2 separate regions of the Gossypium hirsutum genome follow, and region 1 is linked to region 2. Evidence: chromatin contacts called from public Hi-C data. All regions are on one chromosome and are shown on one strand. Each heading gives the region's core, a stretch centred on a gene start, on an enhancer-like site or on the middle of the called end of the contact. The rest is flanking DNA. Distances are from core to core; before and after follow the strand shown.

Evidence for each region. Hi-C and Micro-C count contacts between places; a contact is called where the count stands out from the background.
Region 1: a contact with region 2 is called in a Hi-C map of leaf, with 1.5 times the contacts expected there. The contact joins the enhancer-like site here to the promoter of LOC107954280 in region 2. A contact is called at or near these places in 5 of 34 Hi-C or Micro-C datasets (anther and leaf).

Annotation. Positions count from the first base shown.
Region 1 is chrD07:19,634,155-19,637,317 of Gossypium_hirsutum_v2.1, reverse strand. No RefSeq gene overlaps it. Among protein-coding and RNA genes, the nearest start is that of LOC107954279, 16 kb to the left of the region's middle. Within about 2 kb of position 1,772, at least 4 of the 9 cell types and tissues checked have an H3K27ac peak or open chromatin away from gene starts, as enhancers often do. A contact at or near this core is called in leaf, where this site is marked.
Region 2 is chrD07:19,536,332-19,539,634 of Gossypium_hirsutum_v2.1, reverse strand. It overlaps LOC107954280 (protein SAWADEE HOMEODOMAIN HOMOLOG 1), which reads right to left and starts at 1,839. Exons shown (of 9, transcript XM_016889793.2): 1 at 1,354-1,839; 2 at 1,109-1,204; 3 at 716-778. The coding sequence starts at 1,129.

The DNA of each region.
Region 1 (3,163 bases), core at 523-3,022, 98 kb before region 2:
GCCGTCAGTCACGGGATACTTTTCATTTTCGGTCACGGGGTACTTTTAATAATTTATATTCTTTCTTTTTTCAGTCCTCCGCCTTCTTCAAACACTTCAATTTCCTTGCAATGTGTATGGATTAAAACAAAACAAAAACCAGATGCTGATATATATATATATATTTTCCCTTCACGAGCACGTTGACGAATCATTATGCCAACTACCAAAATTTTCAATTAAAACAAACATTGATTGCGAAAGTTTCGCTATATATTCCCAGTTGCACAATGCTAAAATTCCCAACCCATTTTCATTCCATGGAAGCAACAACATCGAAAACCCTCCTCATGTTTTGGCTACTCGTCACCTGCATTGCTGCAGTTTCATTGGGATCAGCAGTGGAAACCCAAGGTTTTGGGGGATGCCTCATGTCGTTCGCAAGTGTAAAAGGTTGCGTTGAGGCAATCCACGAGGTTGTTTCGCACGAGAAGTTCGATGCACTCCAACCTAAATGCTGCAAAGCAATCATCAAGCTGGGCGACAATTGTTGGCCAATTGTTTTTCCCAATCAACCTTGCCTTCCTGTCTTACTCAAGACCGTTTGTAAGGTTTTAGGGATGGTTGTGAAAGTTGAGAATGTTGCAGCAGCACCTTGATAGTTTGCGCTGTTGAGATTTTAACTTCCTTGGATTAAGAGATAACACAGCTCTATTCGTTCTTTTAGTCTTTCAAATCTTAAAGAACAAGTATTCTTTTTACTAGTTTGCCACATCGCCATTTTTCTATTATCCCAATACATTAGTATATATAAAGTTAAGGAGGTTAGACATTTTTATAGAGTTCCTTGGAGAATATTCTAAGCCTTTCAGTTTGTAATTTCTGGTTTTTTAGTTGTTTTCTTTTGTAATTGGTTTGTAAACCCTCAAGAAGGCTAGAATCTTCAAGGATTTGAGTGGAGATTGCTTGTTCTTGTTGAATTGGAAGTTTGTGGATGGGTCTGTTCATCCATTTCCTAATCTTTCCTTTTCCCCTGCTTTTGTTTTTATTTTTTTATTTCTGCAATCATGTTATGTGCTTATGATTTTGTTTTAAGTAATCTATTCATGCCTGGATATTAGCATATGAGTCACCAGCTAAAATGCTAATAATTTGGTAATTTCTGGTTAAGATAATTAATAGGTTGTTAGTAGCAGTTAGTTTAGCCATGCTGAGACTTATTACTCAAGCTATATAAATAGCAATTGATGTAAACAGAAAAATTAGTCTTCTATTAAATAAAATTCAGATAGTTCAGTTTACCGGAGATATTGGTTGTTGGTGTTCTTGGTTGATCTGCATTTCTCTGTTACTATTTTTAGGTGCCTTTTTTGTCATTGAATCTTCTCATATTCTTGATGTATTTGCAATGAGGTTGTCTTTGGTGTGTTAGTGTAAGTAGCAATTTACAATATAGAGCAACGGAAAAAATCAAACATAAACACTTCCGGCCATTGTTTGAAATAAATGTCAAAATCTAAATGTTATAACACCACTATCAAACATGTCGCACAACCGACGAGGTCGTCGAATTTAGTCGTACAAAAAACTGAAAACCACAAAAGCCTTTTAAGCACTCAGAAACCTCACAAGATGGAATATTTTTTGTTTTTTGATTTTTCAGTGCTTAGAGACTTTATGCTAGTTGGTATTCATAGTTGTGGTTCCCCATAAAAAAACCACCAACTACACATCCCACTATATCACATGCAAAGATGTGGAAGTTGAGGGTAGCTAGAGTGGGAATGGGCAGCAAACGTGGGGGTTATTCCCACCAACCAATAACAATTCCAACATTCTCCCACTTGGTTCGTATTGCCCATAAATACTTAAAGTCGAAACATAATGCACAAATCATAGAGATATTTTCTCTTAGAATTTGAATAGTATCTTCCATGTATCACAATATATCATGTCTCAACACTTTAGCCCAAATTTCTTAAAGAATAAACCCAATTTTTATTCTAGGTCCAAACTTTAGTGACATTTCTCAAAATAATCAAATTAATGTGCGCACAAAATATGAGAAACATCAAACTTAACAGAGTTTCTCTATAATCATTCATATAACCAAAATTTACAAGGTGGGAACAAGTCCCATAGTGATAACATGAACTTTCAATTTATGTGGTAGCATGCCTTTAGTCAAAGGATCAACTAACATCTGTTCAGTGTTAATGTGCTCAATGACCATTTTCTTTTCTTTAACACGTTCCCTTATGGCTAAATATTTAATGTCGATATGTTTACTTCGACTTCCACTTTTATTGTTCTTAGCCATAAAGATAGCAGCTGAATTGTCACAATGTATCATCATCAACCTAGAAATCGAATCCACAAGTTTAAGTCTAGAAACAAAACTCTTCAACCATACTCTATGTGAGGTAGCCTCAAAACATGAAACGAACTTAGCCTCCATAGTGGAAGTAGCAGTTAAGGTTGGCTTGACACTCCTCCAAGATATAATTTCATCAACAAACATAAATATTTAACCTGATATTGATTTACATGAATCAACATAACCGACAAAGTCTGAATCGAAGTCCAATCACCTCCAAATTGTCTGATCGTTTGTACGTAAGCATGTAGTCCTTTGTCTCTTTAAGATATCTCAAAACTTTCTTTACAGCTCTCCAATGGCCAGTACTTGGATTACTCTGATATCTTCCAAACATTCAAATTGCAAATGCAATGTTAGGTTTTGTGTAGACTTGAGCACTTGGATTACTCTGATATCTTCCAAACATTCCAATTGCAAATGCAATGTTAGGTTTTGTGTAGACTTGAGCATATGTAACACCTCAAAATTTGGGGATAGAAGTATTAAGGTCTATTGGTTGGGTCAGTAGTTCGAATGGGTTGTTAAGATAATTTTTGCATTTTAAAGATAGAATGAGCTTGTTGGTTTAGTGGTAAGGTGTTTGTTATCTTGCCTTTACATCTTGTGTTTGAATCCTCGTGTGTATTTAAAAGAAAGTATTTTTGGCTTCAACTTTGAAAATTCTGATAGGTTGGAGTTTTATTAAATTTGTTTTATCTATTTTATTATTTTTTTCAAAAAAATAGGAAATCCCAAAATTTCTCTCACGTTTCCTTTACTTTCTCCCTCAGGTTAGTTTCCTCTAGTTTAATTCCAGATTTTCGT
Region 2 (3,303 bases), core at 590-3,089:
TTATCTAAGAGCTATACAGAAACTCAGTACAATAGATGCATTGGTCTGCTTATAGCAAACAGTTCAAATCATCAACATTCGAATTTTAAATCATGTGTACATTACCACTATGTCAAAACAAGAAAGATGCCAAGCAAAAGGATCTGGCAATTAATCGAAACTATCATACACGTGAAACAGAAACTAGACAACTACTGTAACTTCACAATGCTAATGAATTACGAATAACATTAACGATGTATTCAAGATAGTAAGAAGAAAGAACAAAGGAAACATTAAGATGTAGGAAGCTTTCCACACTGAGAAATCTGAATATATGTAATAATTCTATGGCACCTTTGGTTCCGCAATTTAGACACTATAATTTGGACCGGGATTTCTGAAACTATTCATTCATAAATACAACTACTAATGATAATATGACATATTGCCATGCTGAGAAACCTGAAAGTATGTAAAAATTCCATATCACCATTTGTTGTAGATTCTAGACACCATGATTTGGAGCTAATTTCTAAAACAATTCATTCATAAAGAAAACTAATATTGATAATATCATATGAATACAAAAACGTGAAAAAAAACTTTAAAAAGAACCATGAATATAAGCAAAAAGTAAGAGCTAAAACTGCACATTTGTTAAGAAATTAAGAAGCTTGTAAAATACCCAGATAAAGAAATGCCATTTGAAAAAGAAACGAAAGAATTTTATTACCTCAGCTTTTGTAAACCCAGAGAAGACCGGCCTCTGTCTTGGGCTTAGACGATCCATCAAACACTGGAAACAGTTAGTGGGGTAACTGAGATCATACAATTGGAGATTAAGAGTGCCTAAATTTATATAATTTTGAAAACCTAAAGTCTTTAAGTTTCAAAAACAGGGTATATCCAAGCCAATTTAAGCGCCTTTTTGTAGTTTTTGATTCAATTCTATATGATCTTTCACCTTTTCTTCTTTTTTGCTAACTAGAGTTGCAGAAAAGATTCTTCGCTCAAATATCAATTTTCCAATTGATAAGCCAATAAGGAGTTAAGAATCTAGCCAAACATAAAATAATAAACTGGCATGAGTCCCAAGCAGTAGAGATCATAGAAAGACTTCATTTACCTGAAAAATGTAGCGACACATTTAACAATATCAACTAACATGGAAGCAGACATTGCGTGTTTTAAAGATCTATGGTAAAGCACTTGGAGATGTAACCTACAAATTAAAAAGGAAAATCAGTTGTGGCACAAATAAAGAGACTTGGACGAGAAATAATAACATTCACATGGACATTCATCTTAAAGGACCCCATAAAGGTGCCTTATTATGTAAAACAGAAATAGAAAATATGAACTAACATAGACCTTCAGAAGATGAGCCTATAGAAAATATGAAATCATCTATAGATCATTAAGACATTAGGTAAACAAAGTTGACAAATGTTGCCGCCATAGAAAGTGACATGAGCAGTTTCCCAGGATCCACCAGTGTAAACACCGGGGCAGGGATTCTTGCGTTAACTAATACAAAAATGGAGAACAATGAAGCTAAATGAAGCATGGTAAAGGAAGAAGATGAAGCAACGGTGTAGCCATTGTTTTTTGTTTGTATAAAAGAGGAATAGAAATGTTTTTTGGGACGAATGAAATGTGAGGAAGAAGATGAGGAAATGCAGAGGGCTACCGATTTGGGGAAATTGGGGGGAAAAATAAAGGGAATCGGGTTAGAGGGAGAAATGATTTGGGAAAAATAAAAGGGCTACCGATTTGGGGAAATTGGGGGGAAAATAAAGGGAATCGGGGTAGGGGAGAAAGGAATTAAGAGGAAAAAGAGTGGGGGGAATCGATTTTGGGAAAAGGAGGAGGAAAAAAATAATAAATAATAAAATATTTTTTGCGGCGCTTTTTTAAAAACGCCGCTAAATACCCGAGAATTAGCGGCGCTTCTTCAAAAACGCCGCTAAAGACCCAAGCATTAGCGGCGCTTCTTCAAAAACGCCGCTAAAGACCAGAGCATTAGCGGCGCTTCTTCAAAAACGCCGCTAAAGACCTAAGCATTAGCGGCGCTTCTTCAAAAACGCCGCTAAAGACCCGAGCATTAGCGGTGCTTCTTCAAAAACGCCGTTAAAGACCCGAGCATTAGCGGCGCTTCTTCAAAAACGCCGCTAAAGCCCCGAAAACTCAAAGAACGACATCGTTGGGCTTAGGTTTTTTGCGGCACTTTTTGGAAAACGCCGCTAATGCTCATTTTTAGCGGCGTTTTCCTAAAAAAGCTGTTAATTCTTGATCTTGCTTGATTTTTAGCGGCGTTTTTTATCCAAACGCCACTAAAAACACCGCTAAAAGCCTGTTTTGGTGTAATGTTTATTAAAATTAATATTGTTATTATATACCTATAATTCTTAATATTTTATTAAATTCTTAATATATGATACTTTTAAATTTTATGTATAAAAGTAAAACATTATAATCAAACATTTATTAACTATTATCTAATATAACTATTACCTAGGTCAATATTGATCCATGGCCATTATTTTTTTTCCTTTTCTTTATTTTATAAAAAAACATTTTTAATTCTTAACTCTTGAGCAAGAGTTTTTTATTTTAAGAAGTAAACTAAAAACCTTAAGGTAACTTACTCATCAAGGTAGTCACTAATTATTTACCTTTTACTCAGTATTAGTTTTTTTTTTAATCAATTGCCATAGTCTTTCAATTTCAAATACCTTTCTATACACATTCTCCTTACTAAGTGCTAGTCTTATCGGTTATGCATCAAAATCCGTGATTAATGCACATAGAATAGTTTAAAGAGATCATTTGATTAAAATGGACTCACTAAATCCACTATGATTGATTTAATTAGTGAAACACAAAGGGAAGCACATCTACTTGAGCATGGTTATACATTTGAATGGGTTGAACATAGAATCATTAGAGACTTATGTTGTTATTTAAACAAGGATTTCAAGCCTAATTCTAGAAATATTTGTAAGGGCATGTTCTGCAGTGCTTAAAAAAAGCACTTCTGACTCCAAAAGCACTTTTGGAAGAAAAACTGTGCTAAACAAGCTGCTTTTGACTGAAATTTTTGGCTTTTCAGATGTATTTTTTAAAAGCACTTTTGAAAATGTGAAGCTAAAATTTTTAGTTTTTCCTCTCCCAAAAGCACTTTTAGTGCTTGATTACTTTTTCACCCCTCCAATAACATAGTACTTTCCCTTTTTCTTTTCTTGGTGCTTAATTACAAATGTGTTAAAATTATTAATTAAAAATAAAAAATATTTTTTAAAAATACTAATTACAAATATT